Linked DNA regions of Bicyclus anynana: region 2 is linked to region 1. A link is a contact called in public Hi-C data. All regions are on one chromosome and are shown on one strand. Each heading gives the region's core, a stretch centred on a gene start, on an enhancer-like site or on the middle of the called end of the contact. The rest is flanking DNA. Distances are from core to core; before and after follow the strand shown.

Region 1 (3,020 bases), core at 374-2,873:
GTGAGCAGTAGAGGCAGGTCAGGGATCATTCCTTAAAGCTTGGCAAATTCGTTCGTAACACTTCCGATCGTCCGCGCGGGCCGGGAGGGTGTACCGATGCCCCGCGCTCGACTTCAATACCCTCGCAGTCCTTCCGTCTGCCCCGCCCGCACGACTTCACACCCGCGCAGTCCTTTCCCCCCCGTCGCACGCATATCATGAGAGTGTCATCAACGAACATGCCAAGTTATAAAATAACTATAACAAAGATATATTAAATTATACTACTAAATAAGCCGTGATAGCCCAGTGGACATGACCTCTGCCTCCAATTCCGGAGGGTGTGGGTTCGAATCCGGTCCGGGGCATGCACCTCCAACTTTTCAGTTGTGTGCATTTTAAGAAATTAAATATCACGTGTCTCAAACGGTGACGGAAAAACATCGTGAGGAAACCTGCATACCAGAGAATTTTCGTAACTCTCTGCGTATGTGAAGTCTGCCAATCCGCATTGGGCCAGCGTGGTGGACTATTGGCTTAACCCCTCTCATTCTGAGAGGAGACTTGAGCTCAGCAGTGAGCTGATTATGGGTTGATCAAATCAGTTCCCGTACGGGGATAATATACAGCCTTGCTCGAAAATTGGGCTATCTTACATTGAAAGAATTTTTGAAATCAGTCAGTTTAGCGTGTTCAACCAAACAAACAAACAAACTCTTCAGCTTTATATCTTAGTATAGATTTTGAAGTAAATAATATTAAATATTTATTACTGGCCCGCGACTTCGTCCGCGTGGAATTTAGTTTTTCACAAATCTATGATGAAATGTAGCCTATGTGTTAATCCAGAGTAAAATCTATTTCCATTTCAAATTTCAGCCAAATCGCTGCAAATTTCAGCAAAAGTTGCGGCGATAAAGAGTAACAATCAAACATACACACATTCAAACAAACATCCAAACAACCATTCAGACAAATTTTCGCTTTTATAATATAACTTTTATTTTATTTAATTAATACTTACTAGACAGAAAAAAGTTTAAGGTCATCATAAACGTCCTTTTATTGTATCCAATTGTTAAATAAGATTGCTGAAAGTTCAAGAAAAGAGCCGGAAAAATTAATTCTTAAAAATAATAATATGCAAGGAACGATACGTTCATGGCAATTTGAATTTTCCGTCAGTCAGTGTATATAATAAATAATTTATTGTCATTTTAAATATTTTCAGATAAAATACATAACAGCGCCCTCTATGACGAACTGCATGAACTATTAAGTTTTGCAACAGATTCTGGAAAACTGCCATCTATACAACGGTAGAAGAACTACGACGCGTATGCGTCTTGTGATAATAATTGGAACTTCTACAACATGTCACGGCTGAAGATCAACAAGTTTCCAGATTCACTTGAAAGATGGCAGTGTATTTTATTTTTTTTAATAAAAGTGTAATCGGTGTTTTAAATTCACAATATACATTTTGGTAAATTCTAATTTGGTTATTTAACTAAAATTTTGTATAAAAATACACATTAATTAAGCACTAACGTCGAGAGTTGTACGGTGCAGTAGTTGAAAAAATCAAGTCAAACAGCAAACAGGTCGAGTTCATAATCGAATCGACGCATTCACAGAACAACAGTCAGTGACCGAAACAAATCGAGGGAGGAGTGTCGCTACCTTGCGCTAAAAATACTAATATCGAAACAGTTGGCTTCAAAAAACAAACTGCTAACTTAGATTTCTGTGGCAAGCATGAAACATTATTATAATTAAAAGCAAACCGCGGCCGTGAACAGTCTTACTCTCTGTTTTCTTGTTATGTTTCCTCTTTATTTTGATAAATAAGATATTATTGTGATTTCGCGGTATTCTCGCGGGGATCCTATTGTGTGGACATAAAACAGTGTACCTATGTAATTATGAAAGGATGTTAATAACGTCTATTGAACAAATATCGGTGTTGGTGTTTTGAAATTGGATGGGATTGCACTACTGGTAAGCTATATTATTACTTACCGACTTCGCGGTCTGTCTTGCTTAAAAATAACTTGACTTTGAAGATGCGCACGATTGAACGTCTGAATATTTTACAATTTATGAAACTTGTCGAGAAGATTGACGCCGTTTTAACTTCTAAGGACTATTTTTATTTTTATTCTCTTCATTCTTCCATTTTTGAACATGTTTTTAAAAAGTTTGCATAAAGTGTGTAAAGAATTTATATTTTTTATTATGCAAATCATTTTAAAATTTAAGACATGGCTGTACGGTATAATACCTTTGCCTTTTCCATACGGGAAAGAAAAAAGAAAAAAAAATCACTTTAAAAAATTTTTTTCCAAGTTCCGATTTCTAGATATGGCCATAAAGCCTGATCACTCGTATTGTACCTACATTATCTTATACGAATAAATAAGTAAGTAGGTAGGTACCTATATTTTATGTGGGTAGGTAAACAAAAACTCATTTTAGTAAATTAAACTGTATACAGAGAAGTAAATTCTCCGTCTACGTAAGGTACCCTACTTGTTATATTCTAAGTACTCAGAATAGAACACTCAAAACTTAAACATTGGATGGTAGGTACCTACCTAATAAAAAACATGTTTCGTTTGTAGGTAACTTAAGTTTGACGTCAAGGTTTTTTCGAGATTGTTATACCACAGTATACTTTATACAATAAGTATACTGTGGTTATACTTACTATTTTAGATAATATAACGAATTAGTTACCTACGACTTTTTTATAATGTCATTGCCTACGACCTAATTTACAAACACACAGCAGAACATACTCGTAGAACCTCCTCCTTATTTCCTCTTCCCTCCTACGAAGTTGGCTAAAAAGAAAACTTTAACAGACAACATACAACTCAGAACATAGACAACTTTAGTAGTCTAGAATTAGATTCCCTTAAAGCGCGATATACGAAAAGATAACATTCGGTCTTTGATTATATACCTATACGTATATATAATCAAAGCTTTCGGTACAATTATTTCTAGTAATTTATGCACGTGTAGTTAAGTACCTA
Region 2 (2,934 bases), core at 19-2,518, 160 kb before region 1:
ATTACTCGACGGATTTTAACGAAACTTAGTACAATTATTATTTATACTCTTGGGCAGGTTATAGTATACTTTTCATCACGCTACGATCAATAGGAGCAGAGCAGTGAAGGGAAATGTTGGGAAAACGGGAGAAGTTACTCCATTTTACAGCGATATTACTGTAAGGGCTGGATTAAAAAGGTCTAAAGGCGGAAGAAGTCGCGGGCGTCCGCTAGTAAATAATAATATTTACAGGCTTTTTACATAATTCCAAGGGTAGCAGAAATTGTAGGTAGCTTTGAATGCAAAGTTTGGTAAAAACCTTGTTTTCAAAGCTAGAATTTTTTGATTGCTTCCAATTTAGCATTAAAAAAACATATGTTACTTTGAGTCTTAAATAATTTGATGCCAGGTAAGTGGACTTTAATTATCTACCAATGAACAGTGTATTCGATAACTAGTGCATCCAAGGTATAAAAGAATCGAAGGCTGTTTTTTGAAAATTTTCTTCCCTAAAAATACTAATTATGTATGGTAAATGTCAATTGATTTATATTTATGATACAAAATATACAAACACGCTTCGTCTGTGTCTGTGACAATTTGCCCCGATGCAGGGGTGAGAAACAAATCGTTGTAACGAAGCTTATTGCCACGTTTTTCTATACAGCATTAACATTTTGCACCCCCATTGCATACATCAAAGAAATGAAAGGGTTGGAACTCGCATAGGGCGTGGAACACTCAATTATTACAAACGTTGGCACAAACAATTTACATTTAATTTCATGTCGAGGAAAACGAATTGCGGAGGAGACTTCCTCTACTCGACAATAGATGGCGCTCTATATATTTACAATAACGCCACTATTGTTCTCTATAATTTATTCGATCATACACAATGAAACATGCTGCAAAAATGTACACTAGTTTATTAGCAAGCAAATGAGTAGGTTAAAAGAACGTATGTATGTCGAGTAGCAACGCAACATAGCTCAAAGTGTACGACCATTACTTACTCCTACATTTGAACATCATCAGTTGCTTAGCCGTAACACGTTAATACAAAAACTATACACAAATAAATACGTTGCACCATTAAAACACTAAAAAATAACCACTGGGTATTGCGTATTAACTTTATTTCACAATTTGTGTTCGATTTCGATTTACGACACAGAGTTCTCTTGCATATCTCCCGCCAAAACGGCGCTGTCATGGCCGGCTGTCATGTTTAAAGCGTTCATAGACAAGTGAGAGTCGGCGTAGTTGTGCGCTATGTCGCCGCTAGATGGCAACTCGGGCACGGTGGTCGGGTTCTCAGGCATCGAGAGCAGTCGATGCGGGAACCCGAATAGCTGAGATCACTGAAGCCGTCCCCAATAATTCGACGCGAGGTCCGGCCCCTGCGAAGGTATTTGCACAGGGACGCTCACGCCCGCCGATATCACACCTACGGAAGAGGGGAAGCAATATTATTAAACTGTAATTTAAATATGTTGCAGATATTTATCGCGTGTCATCCAATTTAACGCAGTGACGCAGTGGTATGAGCGGTTGATTTACAAGACGGAGGTCTTGGGTTCGATCATGGCTGGACCGATTGAGGTTTTTTTAATTGGTCCAGGTCTGGCTCGTTGGAGTCTTTGGCCGTGGCTACTGTCCTACCGGCAAAGACGTACCGCCAAGCGATTTAGCGTTCCGGTACGATGTCATGTAGAAATTAAAAGGGCTGTGGATTTTCATCCTCTTCCTAACAAGTTAGCCCGCTTCCATCTTAGATTGCATCATCACTTACAATCAGGTGAGTCTACCTATTTACTAATTTAACGGTAACGGTAATTTTTACTCTTGCAATGATCATCATCACAAATAGATATCAGACTTTAGATAATGACCAGAAACCGGCAGCTTAAAGAGCTCTCGGCGTCTGCAGGGTGGTAACAACAACAATTTATAAACCTCAGATTTATTATCAAAATTTTTTTGAAAGAAAGAAAACCTAATATATCGTAGCTCGATCCAAGGCTAGTAGAACCCAGAATCTCATGATCTGAAGCCACATAGGCTAACCACTGGACTAGCGGGGCAGTTGCAATTAGCTATATACGAGAAGTACCTACCTATTAAGTATTGTGAGCACCCAGTAAATGAATTATTAAAGTGTATAGTAATTGCAATGAATCGCTAAAATAAGTAAATTTTAGTTTGTAGATAGATTAGAAACTTGAACTCAATGGGCAATCCATTTAACTTAAGTAGCGTACCTAGGCATTTAGTGGGTGGGCACGTTAATGAAATTATTCATAATTTTAGTAAATTCAATTACCTAGTTACTTTAAATTGTCTTTATAAATACCTCCCTAAGTAGTCTTAGGGACTGATTGCACTTATGCGTATTTCAGTGAACTACCTTATATGGTTATCTACAATTATTATTGTTACTAACCATCATAGCAAGTTATCTATTCTGAAATTCTTCTATCATCGTTATGTATACGTATAATAATATCAATAGAATAACATAATATTATATCATTTTTACAAAAAGTCGTTTTGACTATAAGAACCGACGTACAATGAAATGTACCTTAGCTAGCAAACTTACATAATAACTTACATAATGTCTAGGAAGTATATAGATTTGGACAACATCAGTTATGTGAAACTACTGACTACCACGAACGACTATACTATGTAAAGATCGAAATTCATTGATGAAAATGGCGATCGAACACCATTGAAGGTGACTGAATAAATGCCCTATAATTAACAAGCGATAATGTTGAGACTATTTTGTCTTCATGCATATTTGTATCTCGTTTACGTAGAAAACGCAAGTTAGTTAAAATTAAATCGTACTGAAAAGTACCTACGTGTACTGAGTGTGATGAGTCTCTTTACATGAATAAGTTAATGGGCAAACAAACTCCACAAGCTTAAATCCTTCAACAT

Evidence for each region. A called contact is a pair of places that touch in the nucleus more often than the background predicts.
Region 2: a contact with region 1 is called in a Hi-C map of whole larva, with 4 times the contacts expected there. The contact joins the enhancer-like site here to the promoter of LOC112048345 in region 1. A contact is called at or near these places in 2 of 2 Hi-C or Micro-C datasets (whole body and whole larva).

What each region holds. Positions count from the first base shown.
Region 1 is chr23:10,229,017-10,232,036 of ilBicAnyn1.1, reverse strand. It overlaps LOC112048345 (torso-like protein), which reads left to right and starts at 1,623. Exons shown (of 7, transcript XM_052888639.1): 1 at 1,623-1,980. It overlaps LOC128199376, which reads left to right. Exons shown (of 4, transcript XM_052888625.1): 3 at 1-17; 4 at 1,211-1,447. The coding sequence ends at 1,214.
Region 2 is chr23:10,385,280-10,388,213 of ilBicAnyn1.1, reverse strand. It overlaps LOC112047137 (paired box protein Pax-6), which reads right to left. Exons shown (of 11, transcript XM_052888635.1): 11 at 1-1,432. The coding sequence ends at 1,344. Among protein-coding and RNA genes, the nearest start is that of LOC112047113, 18 kb to the left of the region's middle. Within about 2 kb of position 1,268, at least 8 of the 8 cell types and tissues checked have open chromatin away from gene starts, as enhancers often do.